Regions from separate parts of the Macaca fascicularis genome. Here region 2 is linked to region 1. Evidence: chromatin contacts called from public Hi-C data. All regions are on one chromosome and are shown on one strand. Each heading gives the region's core, a stretch centred on a gene start, on an enhancer-like site or on the middle of the called end of the contact. The rest is flanking DNA. Distances are from core to core; before and after follow the strand shown. Region 1 holds the start of MTCL1 (microtubule crosslinking factor 1). Region 2 has its middle 95 kb from the start of NDUFV2.

Region 1 (4,748 bases), core at 563-3,062:
TTTTTTCTTTATTTTTGTGAGTCGCCCCCCCCCCCCCCCACTTTTCTGTCCCTGCTCCCTCGGCCCCCTCACCGCGCATACTGCCACAGCCACTCGCAGCTCCCATGGCCCACCTCCCTCTCCTCCAGGCTGGTGCCCCCGGGGTCTTTCTGAGCACATCAGATCATCTTGCTCAGAATTGCCCTGGCTACCGCCTCTAGTTTAATGCCCAACGGCCTTGGTAGGATATTCGGTGCCACACACCCTCCAGTCTCCCCTCTAATCCCTAACCCACCTGCCTCCCCGCCTAGGGGCCCTGGTCTCTGCAGGCTCTACTGTGTCCTGGGCCCTCAGCTGCGAGACCAACCCGTCCTTCCAGGAAAATGCAAGCCTTCCCAGGCGGGGTTACGCTCCCGCCCTCCACCTTGTAATTATTACCTGACCCTCTGTCTCCTGCAACGCCAGGGCTAGAGGAGAGGCTGGCCCTTATTCCTATGGACACTGGCCAACATCCAACGCCTGGGACATAAACTGCACCCAATGGGATGTGAACTGCACTTTACAGTTTGCACGGTGTGTTCTGGTATTTGCTCAATCTTCACACACACTCAGGTGGCAGTACGTTTTAATGATGCAGGCGAGGGAACTGGGGCTCAGAAAGGTCTAGTGCCTTCAAGAGGTAGAACCGGTGCCCGGGCTCCGGGCTGTCTAAGCGGAGAGCCTGCAGGACTCGGAATCCTGAGGACCTGAGTTTAAGCCCGCTCATCCAGGGACTGGGTGAGGCATCGCAGGCAAGTGACTTCACCTCCCTGCGCCGGTGCCCTAGTCTTTACCGAAGACAGCAATTCCAATCCGGGACTGTGGTGAGGTTTAAATAAAACAATGCCCAGTAAGTGGCCAGCAGGCCTGGCTCGCAGCCGGAACTATAAATGCGAGTTCCCTTTCTGACCCCAGCTTGGCAAAGGCTTCTCCTGTTTGGGCAGCAGCTCCTCCTCTTCTGAACTCCCGAGGCCACAGGGGTGCCAACTGTGGAGCGCCCGCCGTGCCATTTTGACGCGAGAGCTGTGTCTGGTACCAGCGATCCTTAAAGGAGCTCGGGGACCAGGGGCACAGCTTAGACAGGACGCGGGGGAGGGGACGGGCCTCGGGGAAGCGGGCGGCGGATGGAGGGGCACGAGGGGGGCGTTGTCAGCCGCCGCGCATGCCTTCCCCAAGTGGCCGGTGCCGCCCCTTGCCCCCACTTCGCCTCCGCCTCTTCCCTTCCTCCCTAGCTCCTGGCAGCGTCTCTAGGGCCTCAAAAAGCAAGGAGGTCCCGGGCGGCGAGGGCGCGTGGACCCAGCCTGCGCCTGCTCCCAAGGGCGCGCAGGCCCCGCCCCGTCCCTGCCGGGCGCCCGCCCCCCGGGAAGCGCAAGCCCCGCCCCTTCCCTCGCCCCTCCCCCGCGCGGCGCCGGCTGGCTGGAGGCGGGGCATGCGCACGGGCAGCGGGCGAGGGCGCGGGGCGGCGGGGCGCGCGCGTGCGGCTTCTCTCAGCCGGGAGCGGCGGGGGCGGGCGCGGGCCGTAGCGGGCCGGCGGTGGGCGGGGAGCGGGACGCGGGAGCCGGGCGCGCGCCGCCAGCGCCGCCGCGGCACCGGTGACCGCGAACCCGGAGCGCGGGGTCCGGGGATGCGAGCGGCCAGGAGCCGCCGCGCTGCTGAGCCGGGAGAACTCGATCCACGGTGACATCAGCGAGGGGCGAGCGCGGCGGCGGCGAACCCCGCGGGAATCCTTGGGGCCGGGGTGCGGGGGGCGGGGAACGGCGGGAGCGCGGGGCGCAGCCCGGGCGGGGCTGGGACAGTGATGAGCGAGTGCGCGGGGAGGCTGCACGCCGCCGCCGCCGCCGCCGCAGCCGTCGCCGCCCGGAGCGTCTGCCGCCTGAGCTGCTGCCCGCGGACCCCGCCATGGAGACGCTGAACGGCCCCGCGGGCGGAGGCGCCCCGGACGCGAAGCTGCAGCCGCCCGGCCAGCACCACCGCCACCACCACCTCCACCCGGTGGCCGACAGGCGGCGGCTGCACCGAGCGCCCTCGCCCGCCAGACCCTTCCTTAAGGACCTGCACGCCCGGCCCGCCGCGCCCGGCCCGGCCGTCCCCTCCTCGGGCCGAGCCCCGGCGTCCGCCGCCCCGCGCTCGCCCAACCTCGCGGGCAAGGCGCCGCCCTCGCCGGGGTCCCTGGCCGCGCCCGGCCGCCTCTCCCGGCGCAGCGGCGGCGTCCCGGGCGCGAAGGACAAGCCCCCGCCGGGCGCCGGGGCCAGAGCGGCGGGCGGTGCCAAGGCTGCCCTGGGAAGCAGGAGGGCGGCGCGCGTGGCGCCCGCGGAGCCGCTGTCCCGGGCTGGGAAGCCTCCCGGAGCCGAGCCGCCGCCCGCCGCTGCCAAGGGCCGCAAAGCCAAGCGCGGCTCCCGGGCGCCACCCGCCCGCACCATCGTTCCCCCGACCCCGGCCGCCCGGATCCCTGCCGTGACCCTCGCGGTGACCTCGGTGGCCGGGTCTCCGGTCCGCTGCTCGCGCATCAGCCACACGGACAGCAGCTCCGACCTCTCCGACTGCCCCTCCGAACCCCTGTCCGACGAGCAGCGCCTGCTCCCTGCCGCCAGCAGCGACGCCGAATCTGGCACGGGCTCCAGCGACCGAGAACCCCCCCGAGGAGCGCCGACGCCGAGCCCCGCAGCCCGAGGAGCGCCGCCGGGCAGCCCCGAGCCCCCAGCGCTCCTCGCCGCGCCCCTCGCCGCGGGCTCCTGTCCCGGGGGCCGGAGCATCCCGGGCGGGGTTTCCGGGGGTTTCGCGGGGCCCGGCGCGGGGGAGGATGCCCGGGGTCGCGCACCGCCGGAGCGACCAGTCCCCGGGACCCCCAAGGAGCCCAGCCTGGGCGAGCAGCCTCGGCTCGTGCCAGCGGCGGAGGAAGAGGAGCTGCTGCGGGAGATGGAGGAGCTGCGCTCGGAGAACGACTATCTCAAGGTGAGCCGCGCCTCGGCCGCAGGTGTCCCGGGGCGCCCCCGGAGGGCCTGGCTGCGGCGGGGACCCGCCAACCCCGCCTTCCTGGGCCTGTCCAGCGCCTTCTCCCTCCTGCCCTCCACGGTCCTGCCCCCGCATTGTCAGGCATTGGGAACTTAAGCCTAAACTTCTGGAAGGAGCAGCAAGACCTGGGGGTCTCCGCCAGTTCGCAACCCACTTCGCTGTTCTCGCGTCTAGAACTCTTGCCTCTCTTCGCTGCTACTTTTACTTTTGTTGATCTGTTGGGGCCTAGGAGGCTGTAATCGTTTTGGGGACATCAGCCGACACCCCCGTCCCCGCTCAGAACGTGTCAGCCTCACTTGTGGGAACAGGTGATCCTTCGCCAGGGAGCTCTAGCCGGGCCACGTGCAGGCGTGGCGGTTCAGGACAATGCCACTGGGGGGCCCCGGCTGCGGACCCGCCCGCCGCTTCTGCAATAACAGAAAGAGCTGGGGGCCCTCGGGGTCTCCTGGGCTCCGACATCCCGGGTGGAGGGGGCCGCGCCGTTTTCGGTGACCAAGCTGAAGCTCAGTAGTGGTCCTTGGAGTGTGGCCCGGGTTGAGGAGCAACAGTGTTGCGCCGGCCAGTCCTTTGTAAGCATCCAGGAGCCGGCTTTCTGTGTCAGGAGAGGCCACGCCAGCACTTTCTAAGGAATCGCGGCGCCTGCTGCACTCTCTGAGTATTTTCCGGCAGGGCCTGCCGGCAGTGGCCTTAGCACTGAGTGCTTAATCCGGCTCCATCTTTTCTCCACGGAGGGGGGCTGACGCTGCAGACCGGGTTCCCGGGGTCAGGACGATCCAGGTGACTTGAGAGAAAATAAGGGGAGTTGTACTGGTAGCAACTGTTTTATTTATTGTAATCTTCAGGTTCGTAAACAACTCCGGTGGTATAAATCTGTGTATCTGTTAAGTCTTAGTGAGCAGCCTTCAAACCCAGGGGTGTGGCCCTGCGTCTTCAGAGGGTTATGTGATTTGAGCTGTTTTCTCGTTTTTGGCTAATGGGATTGAGGACTGGGTTTTAAGGTGAACGGTGAAGTCTGCAGTTCACAATCAGAGCACGTTAACACTGCTGGGTGGTCCCAAGCCTAAATTTCTTATGGAGCTGCTCCAACCAGCTGAGCCTTGTAGTTATTTTACTTTGTGCAAGAAGTAACAGTGAGGCAGAGAAAGAGAGGTGACAAAATAAAGATTGGGACTTACAGCAAGATGTCTCAGATAGTATGTTTGCTTTTGTCACTTACTCTTAGGTAATAGACAACGGAGTGAAGTTCAAAGGCAACTATGTTGCAGGTGACTCCATCATGAAAGCAGCTGTTTTGTAAATCTCCAACAAATGTAAGCTCCCTGAGGGTGACAAAGATAATCTTGTTTCTGTACCCTGGGCTCTTAGCATAACCCCTGACTTACTTTCTGATTGAATGGTGTTTATCCAAATGACTGCTATGCAAGGGAAAATTGTATTTCTTTAAAGAAGTTTCTCATTATACCTTTGATCTTAAGGTAGGCTATCCATTATTTTGAAATTCATCCTTGGTGCAACTGGTTATTTGCTTTATTTTTTTGCAATGAATGAAATGTGTCTGAGCCTGGAGTCTCATATAGTGTATTTGGTATTTCAGTGGATCTTCCCAACAACATAGCGTGGTGGTGGTGGTATCATGGTCATAACTACTATTTCACAAACGGAGATGCTGAGAACCTAAAACAGAAGTGACATGGCCAAGGTCATGCAATGAGTAACTG
Region 2 (4,827 bases), core at 2,120-4,619, 270 kb after region 1:
CATTATATCTAAGGTTCATTTCTATTCAGACAGTGGATAATTCTGTAACAGTCTCTGGAACTTCTGCAAGAAGTGCTACTTGTAAAGCAAGGCAAAAGTGGTTTTAAGGGGAAAAAAAAAGATCTATGTCTATTACAATACATGCCTCATTTTTACCAGGATAAAAACCACTACAAACATCATCCTCATTGTTGCTATTACCTACTGTTGACTGTGTGCTAGACTCCGCACTAGAGCATGTTAGACATACGATCTCATTCAGTCCTCTCAACAGTTTTCAGCATTTCACAAGATTTATTCTGCAAAGAAAAGATTTGGCCAGGTGCAGTAGCTCACACCTGTAATCCCAGCACTTTGGGAGACCAAAATGGGAGGATTGCTTGAGCCTGGGAGTTCGAAAGCAGCCTGAGCAACATGGAGAAACCTCATCTCCACTGAAAATACGTAAATTAGCCAGCCATGGCAGTGCATGCTGTGGTCCCAGCTACTCGGGAAGCTGAAATGGGAGGATCACTTGAGCCAGGGAGGTAAAGGTTGCAGTGAGCCATGATCGCGCCACTGCACTCCAGCCTGGGCGACAGTGCAGGACTCTGCCTCGAGAAAGAAAAAAAAGAAAGAAATTTACATTCCCTCTAAAAAAAGAACTGGATCATTATGGACTGCGTGACTTAAAGCTACCATTTATTGTAGTCTTCTTCATGCCAGGTACTTTACATACTTTTTTCCTAATCTTCAAACAACTCTGCAAAGTAGGCAGTACAGGTCCTGTGTTAGTTTTCTATCGCTATGTAACAAATCCTCACAAACCTGGTGGCTTAAAATAGGACCCATTTATTATCTCATGGTTTTCATGGGTCAAGGAGTCCAGCATGGCTCAGCTGGGTCCCTTGCTCAGAGTCTCTCAAGGCTGAGACACCACCAAGGTGTCAGCTGGGCTGTGATCTCGTCTCGTCTCGTCTCGTCTCATCTCGTCTCGTCTCGTCTCATCTCATCTCATCTCACTGAAGTCTTCGTCCAAGCCCACTAGTGGCTGGTTCCAGAGATGACCTGCCCCCCCTGCAATGGCAGCCAGCGTTCCTGATGGGTATAGGACTGAGGTTCCTGCTTTCTTGCTGGTTGTCAGCTGGAGCTGCTCTAAGCTCCTAGCGGCTGCCTATCATTCTCTGCTGTGTGGTCTCCACAGCAAGGCATCTTGCTTCTTCAGTCCCAGCACTTTGGGAGGCTGAGGCAGAAGCGTCGTTTGAGATCAGGAGTTTGAGAGCAGCCTGGGCAACAGAGTGAGACCCCATCTCTAAATAAATAAATAAATAAATAAATAAATGCCATCAGGAGAGTATTCCTGACTCTCATTTGTCTCTGGCTTCTGGACCCTCTTTTCAAAGACTCACCTAACTAGGACAGGTTCACCCAGGATAACCTCCCCTCCATTAACTCAGAATCAACAGATTGGATACTCTAGTGGCAGAAACCCTTCACCTTTGCCATACCATGAAAGATAATCATGGGTGTGATGTCCCACCATATTCACAGGTCCCATGACACTCAGGGGAGGGGGTTATCCAGGGGGTGTATACCAGGAGGAAGGCCCAGGACTCTGCCCACCACAAGCCCTGCTTTAGCCTGATTTAGAAGTCATGAGTTACCTGTCTAAAGTCCCATGGGGGACAGATAGTGACACTGGACCTTCCCTCAAGCAAAGGTCCTGAACCCACCTTGGGGAGAAATAGCCCTTTCTAGACAAGTCTAAGTTTCTTCTTACACATCACAGCTCTGTTCTAACAGCAAACTTCACAATCTCAAAATGAACCCTTTATGAGGTCATCTGGAGCACCTGCAGTTCCTAATACTTTACTACATGTCAAATTCACTGCGGCTCAATCCAGACCCAGATTCCCCTGGGAGTCCCCCCTCGGTACAAGTCAGTCAACTCTGAGCCTGTGCCATCAATTACCCAGAAACCAGCTGACAAAATTGACTAATAATGGCATGCACGCCAGGGAACAGATCTCCTGACTCGATTCTATTTCCTTTCTCTCTGCCCCCGCTCTGTCTTTGCCCAGGCATCACACCATTGCTCACAAAGCTTCGCCACCTGGACAGTTTCCCACTCAGTTGGTGATAATTCTTCTCTTGCCTGACTTGGGCCTCACCCAGATTAAGCACTCAAGAAAAATCTTGGCGTGAACTCTTCTTGCTTGGTAATAAGCACATCTCAGACTACCTTAATCTTCTCCCCCTAAGTTTCAAGTGCTGGGGGTGCTTAAGTTAACCGATGTTTGATGCGTGCAGAGCTGTGTGCATTTAGTCCCTCAGTCTCTCCCCAGGTGAGCCTGGAGAGTGAGTATCTCTACTCATTGGCTCAGACACTTCCCTCTTTTCTCTATGCAGGTAGCCACATGCTGAGCTTTTCCTACTCTAGAGAGCACAGTGCAAGGATCTCCAGTCTGTTGGGCACCTACTAAATGTCATATCCATATACGTGCAATGATCTATCACCTTTTATAGTTGTAGAATCTGAGGCTCAGAGAGATCGGATTGCTTGTCTGAGGTCACACTGCTGTTGGTATTGCAGCCAGGAGTTGAACTCAAGACTGTGTTTTGGCAAAGCCGTCCTCTTTCCATACTTACTGTTAAATTGTTTTGTTTTGTTTTGTTTTCTTAAACCAAGTGTAGTCCCAACAACGTTGAACAGCGTTTAGGTAGGTAAAAGCTTTGAGGGGACCTTTTAGGGTTTTGATGAGACTTCTGAACAGATATGCATTTCTCAAACATGACAACGTAACATTCATATTAAACATAAAACTTGGTATTTCCATAGAATTTTTCTTTTCTTTTTTTTTTTTTTTTTTTTTTTTTTTGAGACGGAGTCTTGCTCTGTCACCCAGGCTGGAGTGCAGTGGCCGGATCTCAGCTCACTGCAAGCTCCTCCTCTCGGGTTCACGCCATTCTCCTGCCTCAGCCTCCCGAGTAGCTGGGACTACAGGCAGCCGCCACTTGCCCGGCTAATTTTTTGTATTTTTTAGTAGAGACGGGGTTTCACCGTATTAGCCAGGATGGTCTCGATCTCCTGACCTCGTGATCCGCCCGTCTCGGCCTCCCAAAGTGCTGGGATTACAGGCTTGAGCCACCGCGCCCGGCCTTCCATAGAATTTTTCATACATTTCTGCATCGTAGTGCATGTGTTTGCCTGAGACATATTAGTCTTTCAGGAAATATTTGAAGACAGAAAGGCAGGATGAGAGGAGAGGAAGGCGGTGGGGATGTGTGGGGTGCTGGTGGGCTGTGTGTTGGGGGGTGGGGGATGCCTGCTACCCTGAGCCTGAGAGCTGCAGAGCCGTCTGGGGACCGGTACATCCTCGCTGCTTCAGCGTGCTTCTATCGCCACCTAGCCACCTCGGGGAGAAATGCCCTCTCTGGGCAAGTCCATCCAGACTTGAATGTTGTTTGCCCACTTACAGGTGGGTAGCTTTAGACCATGAAACTTGGAGAGTCCTTAGTCCTTCCCACAATGGACGCCTGTGCGCCCTGTCTTTTTTTTTAATTAGTGGCTTTCTTTAGCAGTTGATTCCAAGGCCTATTACATTTAAAGATAAATTTTTGAAAATTGGTATCACTGAGGATTGGTACCATTAAGGCTTCTCCGCACAAAAGAAGGGGATTGTTACTCCTTTGAGAGCCCTCTCCTGTGGGAGTGCCTGACACTGCCATGGACCCTCCCCGTGCACATGTCCATATCCAGATCAAATGTGGTCTCCATGAAACTTGTGAAGCAACAGCTTCCATTTAATCAACACTTGCCGTGTGCTGGGGGCTTTATGAGTGTTTTCTCATGTAATTCTCACAGAAATCTTCTGAGGTAGGTATGGTTAAGGGCACCGAGGCACAGTGAGGTCCTGGAGCTGGTCCATGGCAAAGCTGGGATTTGAACCCAATTGGTCTCTTCCCCAGGCCCATGACCCTCCTCTCATCCAGCGTCTCTTGATTTCCCCAGCCAAAGTGTCATCTCTCTGCTCTGCAAGCACTTCCTTTCTGTCTCCTAATGCCATTCAGATTATATTTTCTCTTTCTCTAAACCAGAGACTCCAACTCCAGGAGGGACATCGTCCTTTGCGGTGTTGTGTGTGCACACACAGATTCTCACTTGAGGTGGTTACTCGATTCATTCATCCAGGTTGTGAAATTGCAGCAGCTTCAATTTGTTGTTCTATTTCAGTCATTCTGAGGTGGTATCTCCCAAGGTATATAAGGATCCCTGGTGTCAGACAACAGCCCAGGGAATTGTTATTTGCATTCTAATCTGTTCTCATAGGAGGAGGATGGTCAACCAGTGGTGCTCTATGTAACAAAGGCAGACGTGGGATTGACCACTGAGAGAGGCAGAGGGGAAGAGAGACCTGCAGCCAGACTGGAGGCAGGACCACCTGGGAACAGTGAGTCTTGGTTCACATATTTTGAGGAAACTGATCAGCAGGCAGGGAGCAAAGAGTTCCGTCAGCTCCATCCTGGAGCAGGCTGAGTAGAGGCATCAAGGAAAACAATGTCACTGGTTTGCTGACTCTTCTTCTTTTTTTTTTTTTTTTTTTTTTTTGAGACATAGTCTTGCTCTGTCGCCCAGGCTGGAGTGCAGTAGTGCGATCTCGGCTTACTGCACCCTCAGCCTCCTGGGTTCAAGTGATTCTCCTGCCTCAGTCTCCCAGGATTACAGGTGCTAGGAGGCTGAGGATTACAAGCGTCCCCCACCCACGCCCAGTACTGTAAAAGTGCTGGGATTACAGTCCTCCATGACCATGCCCAGCTAATTTTTGTATATTTTTTTAAGTACAGACA

Evidence for each region. A called contact is a pair of places that touch in the nucleus more often than the background predicts.
Region 2: a Hi-C map of skeletal muscle shows a contact between it and region 1, with 4 times the contacts expected there. The contact joins the enhancer-like site here to the promoter of MTCL1 in region 1. A contact is called at or near these places in 2 of 2 Hi-C or Micro-C datasets (liver and skeletal muscle).

Annotation. Positions count from the first base shown.
Region 1 is chr18:77,126,020-77,130,767 of T2T-MFA8v1.1, forward strand. MTCL1 (microtubule crosslinking factor 1) reads left to right here and starts at 1,813. Exons shown (of 13, transcript XR_012427331.1): 1 at 1,813-2,970.
Region 2 is chr18:77,392,407-77,397,233 of T2T-MFA8v1.1, forward strand. No RefSeq gene overlaps it. Among named protein-coding and RNA genes, the nearest start is that of NDUFV2, 95 kb to the right of the region's middle. Within about 2 kb of position 3,370, at least 4 of the 6 cell types and tissues checked have an H3K27ac peak or open chromatin away from gene starts, as enhancers often do.